Regions from separate parts of the Mus musculus genome. Here region 2 is linked to region 1. The links are chromatin contacts, called in public Hi-C maps. All regions are on one chromosome and are shown on one strand. The core of a region is the stretch at or near the end of the contact, and the rest is flanking DNA. Distances in the headings are between cores, read along the strand shown. Region 1 overlaps Gm30374 (a long non-coding RNA gene). Region 2 has its middle 120 kb from the start of 1700019E08Rik.

Region 1 (6,390 bases), core at 1,256-3,755:
GATCACACGCTCCAAGGTGTACAAGCTCGCCTTTGCATCCAGTTTCAGTGAATGACTCAAATGCTAAAAGCAAAACAGATCTGCCATTGGAAACTTCATAAATACATCCAGTGTATTTGCTGCTGACAGATTGAGGCCTGAAAGCACTTCCATTTCTTGAATATTAAACCATCTTTCTTCTGGCAATGCTATTAGGGGTTCAGGACCACATGGCAAAGAAGATTGCGATGCAAAGGAGCTAGACTCTAGAATAAGTGAAAAGGAGAAAGGCACTCAGGTTCTACAGAACGGCACGGGTATGAGGACAGAGTTCTAACAAGGTACAGTAGACACAGTGACTATGAAGCACCCTCCAGTGACAGGGTGGTCTCCAGCCACTTATAAGTGCACACAGATGAGGTCAAGCCAGGGGATTTCTTTCCAAGTTTCTCAATAAAGGAAGGGTAGTAAAATTAGCTTATGACCCAATACTAGAGCATTAGTCAGTATTTCTATAAAGCATCATACCTCAGTGTGAAGGAAGATTCTCAGAGCTTGGGGGACGGGGGAGGTTGGCTGTCTCTCTAATCCATGGGTGCTCAGTCTATCATTTTCAAATGCAGTCTCGTGTTTAATTCCATTCTGACTTCTGGCTTAAGTTAAGGAGAGATTTGTTTGGTACATCTTCATTTTCTGGTTGAATTTGCTCCATTCACCAAGCTAATGGATTCCAGGGTTCTTGTTTCCACTTCCTGGTACTCAACTTTTGATTTGCCAGTGTCTCTTTGCTAAGCTTCTCTCTGTAAAAGGGAACACCCTCTGTCCTAAGTTGAGCACTGGCAGGAACTGATGGGGCCAGAAAACAGCTGAAGAAGACCTTGGCAAAAATATATCAAAATGTTTTGGCCTTTCTGTGCCTGGATGCCTGGATGGATAAGAGGCCATCACAGACCTGGAAAAATAAATGCTTCATGCCCCCCCCCCCCCCCCCCACACACACTTATTTTCCAAATCCACTGCAATATTTTCAGAACCCTGGACAAAAGACAAAGTAAAATCACTCAAACTGTGTTATTAATCAAAAGTTTCCAAACAAACTATGAACCCCAGCACAATTCTATTTGTTCACATAGCAACTCCTCTCCGCAGGACCTGGGTCACCTCATTGAAACATCGGTTCCTTCCGCAGCTTGGAGTGCAGGTGACCCTGGCTCTGTTATTGCTGTTCGGTTTCCATTTTGCTTTCTGTGACACAGTTCAAGATCTCCAATACTTCACCAAACCTACCCTGGGGGAAAAAATATCTCTCTTGAAGGGAACACACCCCTGGCAGCGTGCCTGCTCTGGATGGCCCCGTGGCTAGATGGATGGAGGGGTGATTTAAATGAAATCTCAAGCAGACACACGGATTCTTGGGGAGTAAATGTCCAAATATCCAGTTCTTGAAAGTGCCCACAGAGGCAAAAAGCCACAAAGGCCATGTCCCAAACAAACCACTGTTATGTTTTGTTTTTTTGTTTTTGTTTTTGTTTTGTTTTGTGTTTTTTATCAAGTCCCATCTATTAAGTCGCAATCCTCTCCCAATAGCCCATAAGATTAGGGTTGGTGACTTAACCCTCTTGCTCCCAATCCTTCCGCACAACCACATCCCTGAACGTCACAGCACTAAGGAGCAAGTATTGACCATAACTGGGGACAACTTCAAAGCCATTGAGAGATGGCACTGATCTTACACAAGAGTTAATGGAATTACACACGGAAACATTGGCAGACAAACAACACACATGTCCATCCATGGTCACTAATTCGTCTTAAAGCTTGAAAGCTAGTAATAGTAGTAGTAGTAGTAGTAGCAGTAGTAGTAGTAATTTATCCTGGTAACATTTGCTTAACCTGTGATCACTCAACTTAAACTCCCCTTAATTTCGGGACAGTATGATGCAAGAAGAGTGACTTCAAAAGATCATGGTCTTGTGTGTGTCCCGTCCATGAGTCTGGAGAATGGTCAGCTGCTGGTACTACCTGCTCACCTACACTGTTGATTAGGCTTAGCTGCTGCGTAAGGGCAATATCTACCTGTGCTTTTCCCAGGCAAACATCACCATATTTGGCCAATCTAGCCGAGCTAGGATAGCCAATAATCTACGGGGCCACATGACTGAGGCTTTTGAGAACTGCTGCCTCAACGTAGGACATTCTAGTTAGTTAAAACCCCAGAGAGGTCCCATCATTAGTATTTACGCTGATTCTTGTAATGGCCACAAGGTGGCGCCAAATCACAAAGAAAACTGACTGGAGCATGGCTGTTCTGGTGGATTTGCATATTTCGCTGCTGGGACATTTCTTTAGTCTCCCGATAGGCATCATTCCTCGATTTCCCAGATGCATTAACGTTTGCATCCGATCTTTCTTATCTTTGAAGGATTTTGTTCTAGAAATCAAGAAATCAATGAAACAGAGGGAGGGTTCGGAGACTGCAGATAATCTATAAAGCCATACAGTTAAGTCTAAGAGATGAGAGCAGACAGAGCTTGGAGTTAGGGGGACAGAAGGCCTGCACTGTGGCGGCACCTCCCTGCAGCTCCCTGTTCTGAAGAACTCTGGTATGACTTCACGTGTTCGTCTTTCTCACCACTGGATATCAGCTCTGTAGTCTCAAGTGTAACTCTGGGGCTACGTCCCTGAAGTATTAGGTGGCACCGTGAAGGTACCTGCAACTTATGCACTAGAAGGGCTTGTCAACATAGATTGGCACACACTACTGTTAACAATGAAGATCTAGTGACTGGAACAGCCTTGAGCCACACCCCCTTCCAATGAAGCACTTGGCTTCACTTCCACAAGCTGTGTGTGTGTGACTTCGTGCACACATATCGATACACCTACATGTCTATATGAATAGATTTGCATACACTAGACAAGCAGAGTTAGGTTCTCATTAATTATGCACGTTTTGGTTGCCTGTGGTTGACAATAGATTTTTTTTGTAATATTTGTGGATTTTCTGATCTGTAGCATAAAACAATTACATTATTTAAGAGGAATGTAAGCTCATTAATGCATCAGGAAGGTTAAATCTTACCTAATCTTTTATTCTGGGCACTCCCAGACAATGACCTCATCATTATCCCATCTTCTTATATAACAAGATCTGTGTTTTCTTTTGAGCTTTTCGATGGGCCCATCTAGAAGTGTCACATGTTAGGGCTCCAAAGACAAAAGCAAAATTGTCACTGTGGGACATTTGAAAAAGTTTTTTGGCTTATGTGCCTGGTATTTGGTGAGGGGCTCATACATGAAAGCAGGAAGCATGGCAACCATTTTGAGACCACGAGGGACAAGATGACAGGTTCCTAGCTAACTAAATCTTTGCAATTCTGAGTCCCAAAGTTCACTCTGTCAATGTTTGCCATAGCCCAAGTTTATATTTCTCTTTACACACACACACACACACACACACACACACACACACACACACACACAACCTTGCACATATGTCAAATCCCCTGGTACTTTGGATTTTCTTTTGTACAAGACATAGAATCCTACCTTCATTAGATAATAGCTGGAGCAGCCTCGCATGCTTTCCTTGAACTTGTCTACAAGTCTGTCTACACTTGGCACCCACTAAATATCACTGAAGCAATCTGGGCTGCTATTCTTCAATGTTCTCTGTTCTTTTAAAATTGAGCTTTAAATCATTATTTCGTTTGGACAACTCAAAACCGGAACTGAGCTATATACTTCACATGGGCTCAAAGGGGCTGCGGACACACTGTAACAGCAGACTGAAAAGGTGAAATAAAGAGAGAGAAAAATGAATGAAGTGATATAGACCATGGAAAGAAGAGGTAAAGAAGATGAGGAAGTAGAAGAGGAAGAGGAGGAGGAGAAGAAAGAAGAGAAGGAGGAGGAAGAGGAAGAGAAAAAGAAAAAAGAGGAGAAAGAGGAGGAGGAGGGAAAAGAGGAAGAGGAGGAGAAGGGAGAGGAGGAGGAGAAGGAAAAGGAGGAGTATAAGGGAGAGGAGGAGAAGGAGAAGGGAGAAGAGGAGGAAGAAGAAGAGGAGGAGGAGGAGGAGGAGGAGGAGGAGGAGGAGGAGGAGACAGCCTGAGATTCACACAGTGAATAAGGGGGTGAATGGGGAGAGTCATTATCAGTGCAGGCTCTGGACACTGGACAGGAGAAATGCAGAGTACAGAGGTATGGAGCAGCTGAGGGAACCCCTGTGTGTGTGCCGGCCTCCAGAGGGCAAATAAAAGCCACCGATTACAAAGATAGAAGCTCAGATAAAGTATGGCTTGACAGGTGGCAAGTTCTCAAGGAATATTTGCTGAAAGCAAATGATAGGATCACTGTGAAATAATCCTGTCAGTCTAATTAATCTCTGATAAGGAGGATGGGAGGGAGAATTGAAAACACCACACACAAGAGCAGCTTGCCTTTTATACGTCATCTGTAACTGTTTACTGATGACACCCTTCTTATAAAATACACTGCAATGCCGTGGCCACCCTGGAACACCTAGGTGGAGATTCTGATGGAGTCCAGAACCCTGTAGTGTTTTTAGAGTTAGTTTTCCTTTCGTATTTTTAATGTGTGTGGTACAATGTTACAAATATCTGATTCCTTACGGGGGGCTGAAAGGAAGGAGAGTAATGGGTGTCACAACAGAAGTGACTCCTGCGGTTGTCTAAACTGACCTCCCTGTGTGGTCCCACCTGTAACTACCTGAGGGTTTTTAATATAATTTATCAGGAAAGGCAGGCATGCTAGAGTGGGGAAGAGCCAAGTTTCTTCCCTATAGCTGTACCCAGTGATATTTCATTAGGACGCTCATAGAATAAATGTTTCCAACTATGAGAATAAGATATTTGAAGTTAAGCATCTAGAAAATCTTTGATCCAGTATGAAATTATTGTCAGCACATCAGCTTTATGAATGTCTTTATTCCCAGGTTTAAAGATAGTCCTGTAGCTTCAGTTTACTTCAAAATCAGTATTTGCCTTCAATTTCAAGATTCAGATTTGAGGATCTGAGAGATGCTGGACCTTGGGGACGTGGAGAAAGTAACACACAGCTACTGTGTCATGGCCATGAACTTGGTGATTTCAAAGACAAAGTCTATCTTTAGTTCCATTCTTCCTTACCTGCCAGTCACCAGACCAGGATGTGAGTAGCTGCGCACCATCATGTGCTCTGTCCATGATTCTCTGCCTCACCACTGGACAAGAATTCTGCAACAGGGCCGAAGGACCACGGATCAAAACCTCAGGCATCTCAAGTCCCATTCAGTCTTCCCTCCATCTTTTTCAGGAATGGTGTCCCATGGCAAAAACACAAACAAACAAACAAAACCAAAACCCAAAAAGCAGACAAACAGTAATTTTTTTTAATTTTTATTTTTTTTAATTAGGTATTTTCCTCATTTACATTTTCAATGCTATCCCAAAGGTCCCCCATACCCACCCCCCCAATCCCCTACCCACCCACTCCCCCTTTTTGGCCCTGGCGTTCCCCTGTACTGGGGCATATAAAGTTTGCAAGTCCAATGGGCCTCTCTTTGCAGTGATGGCCGACTAGGCCATCTTTTGATACATATGCAGCTAAAGACAAGAGCTCCCAGGTACTGGTTAGTTCATATTGTTGTTCCACCTATAGGGTTGCAGTTCCCTATAGCTCCTTGGGTAATTTCTCTAGCTCCTCCATTAGGGGCCGTGTGACCCATCCAATAGCTGACTGTGATCATCCACTTCTGTGTTTGCTAGGCCCCGGCATAGTCTCACAAGAGAGAGCTATAACTGGGTCCTTTCAGCGAAATCTTGCTAGTGTATGCAATGGTGTTAGCATTTGGAAGCTGATTATGGGATGGATCCCTGCATATGGCAGTCACTAGATGGTCCATCCTTTCGTCACAGCTCCAAATTTTGTCTCTGTAACTCCTTCTATGGGTGTTTTGTTCCCATTTCTAAGAAAGGGTAAAGTGTCCACACTTTGGTCTTCGTTCTTCTTGAATTTCATGCGACAAACAGTATTTTAACATGAAAAACTATTGACAACCAGTCCATACTTTACTTTGGAGGAAATAAAAGAATCCATGGAATTTTCATGCTTGACTGACCATTAGTGAACTTTCCTACGATGGTCAGCGAGCTTCAATGTATGCAATTCAGTGCTTAAAACCCGAAGAATACCTTTGACTGGGTTAAAGTCTACCTCGTACAGCTAATGGAGTCACATATGCTACGATGAAAACTGCTGATCCAAGGATGTCTTCTTGAAATATTGAGTCCACAGAATCCTAATTCAGTAGGTCAGTGGCACTCGGATTTCAGTGTGTGTAAATTCTGCTCATTTTGGTGCAGTTTTGGCTAGATTTGAGGAGAGTTGTACAAACAAGTAAGAATTGCTCTC
Region 2 (6,390 bases), core at 1,351-3,850, 2.1 Mb after region 1:
CATGTATACCTTCATGATAAACAACAGCTCCATAATTAGACTTAAGACTCTCTCAACAAGAGAGAAACCATGCTGGCTCTTGGAAACCTAGGTATTCTACTGTTAATGAAGTCAAGGTTACCAGAGAAAAATAGACAACTAGTCATTTACCAAACCAGAATAATCCCTATTAACAATCTATAAACATTTGTTCATATACTAACAAATAAGTGTAGTCTTCAGCCCTCATTTAGTAAACTTCTCTTTACAACAAATAGGGCCCACTACAGACAATGACAACCAACTAAAATGCAAAGCACTGTAGTCTACTGAGACTGTATGTGTGTGTGTGTGTGTGTGTGTGTGTGTGTGTGTGTGTGTGTGTGTGGAGAGAGAGAGCGAGAGAGAGAGCGAGAGAGAGAGAGAGAGAGAGAGAGAGAGAGAGAGAGAGAATCCCTAAATATTCCTAAGGATTAGGGAACATGGTGGCAGAAGGCCTTGAAAGACTGTAAGAGCCAGAGAGATCAGAGAGTTTGTTGTTTGTGTCTCCTGGAAATGTCAGAAGCAAAACCCATAGAGTCTCATCAAGATGAATGTTCAACTATGAGCTGCACAAGAGTTATAGCAATAAATACACCAAATTGGACAGAAAAAAGCTCATGAAGTCTCAGACTTACACAGAGAATTATAGACAAGTGAGGGAAGCTGGGACCAGGAGAGGTGATCTTCCCCAGGAAAGAGCACATTGATTGGTTGTCCAATGCGAAAAGGTCATCTGTGAAAACATACATACAAGTAACATTATATAGACTTGATATAGGATTGACCAGCCCATTGTCGGTGTGGTCACCCCTGGGTGTGGTCCTAGGTTCTATAGGAAATTAAGCTAAGCAAGTACTGAGCAGCAATCTTCTATGGTCTCTAACCAGCTTCTGCCTCCAAGTTCCTGCATGTTTGAGTTCCTGTACTGACTTCCTTCCATGATGAACAGTGATGCTGAAGTTTAAGCCAAACAAAACTCCCTCCCTTATGTTGTATTTGATCAGAGTGTTTCATCACAGCAATAATAACCTTAAATAAAACAAGATGTGTGTGTGTGTGTGTGTGTGTGCATTCACATACAATATATGCATGCAATAACAACTAGTAAAACGAAGAGGACTTGAATTTGAAGGCAAGTGGGGAGAAATATATGGGAGGGTTTGGAGGGAGTTAAAAGAAAGAAGTGTAGTGATTAAATTATAATCATAAAAACTAAAGCAAATGTTTTCAAGAATAAAAGGCTCTTATTTTCACAGAGATGAACGTGGATGGTGGCTAAATGGGCCACAGGGAAAACATTCCGCCACAATGATACCAAATGAGACCTGGTTTAGTCCAAGACTCTGTGATATGCTACTGTGTACACATATTGATCCTCTTTCTGCAAGTGTATGGTGTTTCAGTTAGCTTTATTCTAGAAGGTAGTTTCTGCTTTTCACTAGTTCGAAGACAACCATTACTTATTTTTTCTTTCCCTTTCCTAGAAATTTGTGAATGAACAAATACACCATAAAGCTATTTCTATGCTACTGCCCCTTAGGATGCTTGTTAATGGGAAGCTCCACATTTTCCTAGTTCACTTGACTTTATCTGGAGTTTGGGGCACATTCCCCTTTACTCTCAGGCACTGTGTATTATATAATTTCTATTATTCCTGCCTTTTCACCTCATTCCTTTCCTCACCTTGCAAAATTGTTTTGTACTTTTGAAGGAGGCTTCCTTTTATTAATGAGGAATTAGCCCATGTTTACTTTTTCCCCCTTTGAGGTCAAATTGTATGCCACAGTAACGTATTGCTGAAAATATACAATCTGAAGTTGTTTTACAATCCAACATATTCTCTAAGACTGAAGATGACATCTGCTTCCAATTCACTAAATCTTTTTACTCAGTCTTATCATCTACCCAATAACAATAATCTGATTACTTCTTCAAGGATATATCCTAAGGTTTAAATGAAATATTAAAATACATCATGATAATTATACTTGGTTGGCATTAGCTATGTTCACTCAGTTTTGTAGACCCACTCAGTGCCTTTGCTTGCAGATAAGCTTCATACATGTTTTCAGGTTTGAGCTCATAGCAGAGGGCCTGAAAAATCCTTCTTCAATGTCTAATAAAAGGGAGTCCCAGGGAAGCAGAGAGGGCATGCACATAGCACTGATTCAAAAGGTACAAGAACCCATCTTGGTAGAAAAGAACAGGCTTTTACAGTTTGGAAAGCAAATTCTTACTAATATTGGCACATTATGTTTTCCTCTCCAACCCTATGCTGTCATAAACTTCTTGTCTACTACATTAGCATAATGTAAGATGTGATTGGGTAGAAAACATGAATGAAAGGGATAATAAAAATGTTTGCTTGAAACACTAGCTGAACTCATTTTGCTACCTCCACATTTTCACATAAAGGAAAAAATGGGTTAATAAACCAGATGCCATAGCCACAGTCACACATCATCTAAGTCAGGACTAAGTTCAAATGTTAGAACTGCTATCCTGGCTCTTCCTAAGCATCATTCTCTTCCCATGGGAGGGCGCCTTCCCTGAGTAACACATTATAAGTGATTTCTGGGCATGGAAGACAGAGATTACAGTTGCAGAAATTGGATCCTGGCTTCTTTCACTGCTTAAAGGAAGTGACTGGGCTGTTTGGATTGTCTCCTCTGTTTTTTGAAGCTTTACTATGAAACTTATCGACTTGAAACTTGTTCCAACGTCTCAAGTTCCTTGCCACAGATAGAGTTTTTATCTTAAAGGAATCTTTCATTTTCTTTGTCTGCGCAATGTTCCAGGGCCTGGATATCATCTAGTCTTTGGGTAACATCTTCCAGATTTGTTTTCAGCTGATTACATGTTGCTGAACAATCACGTTTTCTATCCTAAACAGCACAAACCCAAGTGTTGACAGTGTTGGCTCCTAGCCATGAGAAACGTGAGGACACGGCATGAGGCTTTGACAAGCATGCTTGATCTTAACTATTCTGAAAGAGCTACACACCCTGAAAGAGTGGAAATGGAAATCTCTTCAATGTTGAGACATGAACAAGGGTGTGGGGCCCAGTCTCTGTTGTGGCTGCTCCTGCCTTCTACTGTCCCCTCTTCGTGACAATGCAATCATTTCAGAATTCTCTGAACAATTTCTTACACTTTAATACACATAAGTGTTTCTATTGGAGCCAAGGACTGTATCCAAGAAGCCCCTCTGGGAATGAGAGTGGCAGCAAATACCCATGTTTTTTTTTAGGAGAACATTGCAGACTTAAGATATCAGAAAGAGTAGAAAAGTCTTGAATGGGGGTTCCTTTTTTTCTAGTTTTAGCTTCTCATTAAGCTTCTGTTTATTTGTTTGTTTGTTTGTTTTTGCCTAGTTTTTTTCCCTCATAGACTGCAGTAAGACTATGCCCTATATGCCTACACAATTGTAACAAGCCTTTAATTTGATTTTATTTCCAGTCCACCAAAAAGGGAGCATTGTTCTGAGCTAGAATGAAAGAAAGACAGACAAGTGTCTACAACCAAGGAGTCAGCTGAGGTTGGAGAGTCGAAACTAAAACAGTTGGTATGCACAGCAATTTCCTTAGCAGTACTCAACAACCATGCTCCTAGAAATTAAAACTTCAATGAACCCAGATATGCCTTGGGCAGAATCAACTCCTCTGCTCATGGTTCAACTGTAGAACTGATTCTGTTGGTAGGTCTGAAGAGTTCTGTACTATCATTAAAGTTCAGTCCTCAAATCACAAAATTAGATGTTAAACCATGGGCACAAGGAATGGATGAGTCTACCGGCATTTGTGGGGGTGCTGTGTTGTTTTTAAATTTAAGGAGAATTTACATTATATTTTAAGAATATTTTGCTTATTCTCTGCTAAACATAAAAAATAAAAATAAAGGAGTGTTATGTGGAGGCTGAACTGTCTAATCAGAGGACAGTCAACTCTAACTTACCATGTGGAGGCTGAACTGTCTAATCAGAGGACAGTCAACTCTAACTTACCTCAATATGAAGGCTGAACTGTTTAATCAGAGGACAGTCAACTCTATTTAACTTACCTCAATATGAAGACTGAATTGAAGAAACTCTGATGACTTTGGCCACTACAAACTGAAAAACTATAAAATAGAAGAGAAAATCATCATGGGAGAAGAAAATGAACATGAAGTAGAAAGTTCCCTTTGCTTAATTTAATGCTTCCCAATACCATAGTTCTAGATTAACAATACCACATGATATCAAGCCTAATACACAATCTCTAACTCAGAATTTCAGAAGACTTTGTAAAAACCATGATAATGGCTAGCCTATCAAAGGTCACAGGAAGTATCAACTTGATTGTAGAAGAAATGAATTTTATAAAAGATTAGAGGGAACCTAAACTAGGCTGTGAAAGGTTGTTTCCTTTGGCAGAGAAACATAAGCAAGACTTTTAACTAGAAAGGCCAAGGTATAAGTGTGAGTAACCCTGAGAATCAGTTTTACTACAGGGCTCATATAGATTGATGTAGCCTGCCTGAACTTTTAATTGAGTAGGAGTTGAGATATTAGTGATACACAGATAATGTTCACATCACAGGATGCTACCTGACTCTTCATCTATTTTCTAGAAGTTTAGGAAGACAGTCAATGGAATTAATGGTAGACATAAGATATTTATTCAAGATAATTATTCAGGATAACTCAAAATCTTTATCAATGGATTCTAGAAAATATTCTAATATCACAAAGGAATTCTAAGAAGACCAGGTGAACAGATGAAATTAAAGGCACTGGTTTTGGAAAGAACCCATGGCTTAGTACTTAGAAAGGTTACTTATAAATAGACCCAAGAAAACCCACAATTTGCAAATGTCATCCACTTACTATGGTTTGTTTTATGGATTCTTCTTATGCTAAGAAGACCTAGTCAAATCATCAGAATTACTATACTTCATATATTCCTAAGGGACTGCAGACTCTGTACTTCAAGAAATGTTTACTCCCTGGATTCATAGAATTTGAAGGATTTGTATTAGTAAGAAGGCTATTTTTACAATCTCCCATGAGTTCCAAGGCTCTTGGTTCTCTCTGCTGATTTTTAGCATGATTTTTATTAATCCCTTATTGCCTGAAAATGGCAACTTCATTCTCCAGACCTGAGGCCTTCACCTGGCATCCAAGTGATCCTGTCTCTCTTGTGTCTCAGTGTTGGGAAGGAATGGTGTTTCTTAATTCCATCTGTGACTGGAGTGTAAAAATTAAGTTAAAATACTTTAGTAAATTTGGAAATGTAATATGGAAAAGCATGTATAAAAATAGACCTATTAGAGGTGGTTGGGCCCTTTAGAAAGTACCAGAGAACAAAGAGGTGAGAGACTCTAAGGACTCAATGGGGGTACCTTAACTAAAATGCCCAACATTGGGGAGAGGGAACTCAAGGAGTCCACTTTCAGTAGATAGCCAAATCCTCAAAAGGAGGGATGGAGTTATTAACCCATAGTCAAAATGTCTGACCCAGAATTGTTCCTGTCTAAAAGAATTGCAGGGAGAAAAATGGAGAAGAGACTGAAGGAAAGGCAGTTCAATGACTGGCCCACCGTGGGATTTGAGAGAGCACCAAGGCCTGACAGATGCTCTGATGTGCTTACAGACACGAGTCCAGCATGGCTGCCCTCTGTGAGGTCCGAGAAGCAGCTGACTGAGACAAATGAAGATACTTACACCCAAGCATTGGACTGATGTTGGGGAGCCATATGGTTGAATTAGGGGAAGGATTGAAGAAGCTGAAGAGGAGAGCAACCTCATAGGAAGACCAGAATCCTTAACTAATCCAGATCCCACGGAGTTCTCAGAGACTGAGCCACTAACCAGGAGCATATGCCTGCCAGTCAGAGGCCCCTGGTAAATAGATAACAGAGGTCTGCTTGATTTGGGTCCAGTGGGGAAAAATGCTCTTAACCCTCAAAAAAAGTAAAGCCCCAGGAAAGGGAGAGGACTGGTAGGGGGAGCACTCTCTTGGAGTCAAGGTGGAGGAGGAATGGGATGAGCAACTGTGAAAATGGGACCAGGAGGGGGCAATATAAATAAAATAATTAAAAAAGTAAAAAAAAAATATATATGTTGGGATCATGGGTGGGTGGAAAGATACTTGGATAGGTAGATGGAAGGATGGATAAAAAGTAGTTGAATCAATAGTTAGGTAAACTGATGGACAGGCAGAAAAATGATAGCTTATGCAAAAAAAAAAAAAATAGACCTGTGAAGTCCCATAGACACCCCAGAGATTACAACTGTTTCCTCTTCTCCAGGGGTACTGGGGTTCATTATCCACTGCCCATGTTGGGCAGCTCACATCTGCCTATAACTGCATGTCTAGGGTATCAGAC

The links. Hi-C and Micro-C count contacts between places; a contact is called where the count stands out from the background.
Region 2: a Hi-C map of the N1E-115 cell line shows a contact between it and region 1, with 6 times the contacts expected there. The contact joins two enhancer-like sites.

The regions. Positions count from the first base shown.
Region 1 is chr2:43,720,651-43,727,040 of GRCm38.p6, forward strand. Gm30374 (a long non-coding RNA gene) reads right to left here. Exons shown (of 6, transcript XR_866181.1): 4 at 5,127-5,283. Among named protein-coding and RNA genes, the nearest start is that of Gm30374, 5.6 kb to the right of the region's middle. Within about 2 kb of position 2,506, at least 26 of the 459 cell types and tissues checked have an H3K27ac peak or open chromatin away from gene starts, as enhancers often do. A contact at or near this core is called in the N1E-115 cell line, where this site is marked.
Region 2 is chr2:45,815,556-45,821,945 of GRCm38.p6, forward strand. No RefSeq gene overlaps it. Among named protein-coding and RNA genes, the nearest start is that of 1700019E08Rik, 120 kb to the left of the region's middle. Within about 2 kb of position 2,601, at least 9 of the 459 cell types and tissues checked have an H3K27ac peak or open chromatin away from gene starts, as enhancers often do. A contact at or near this core is called in the N1E-115 cell line, where this site is marked.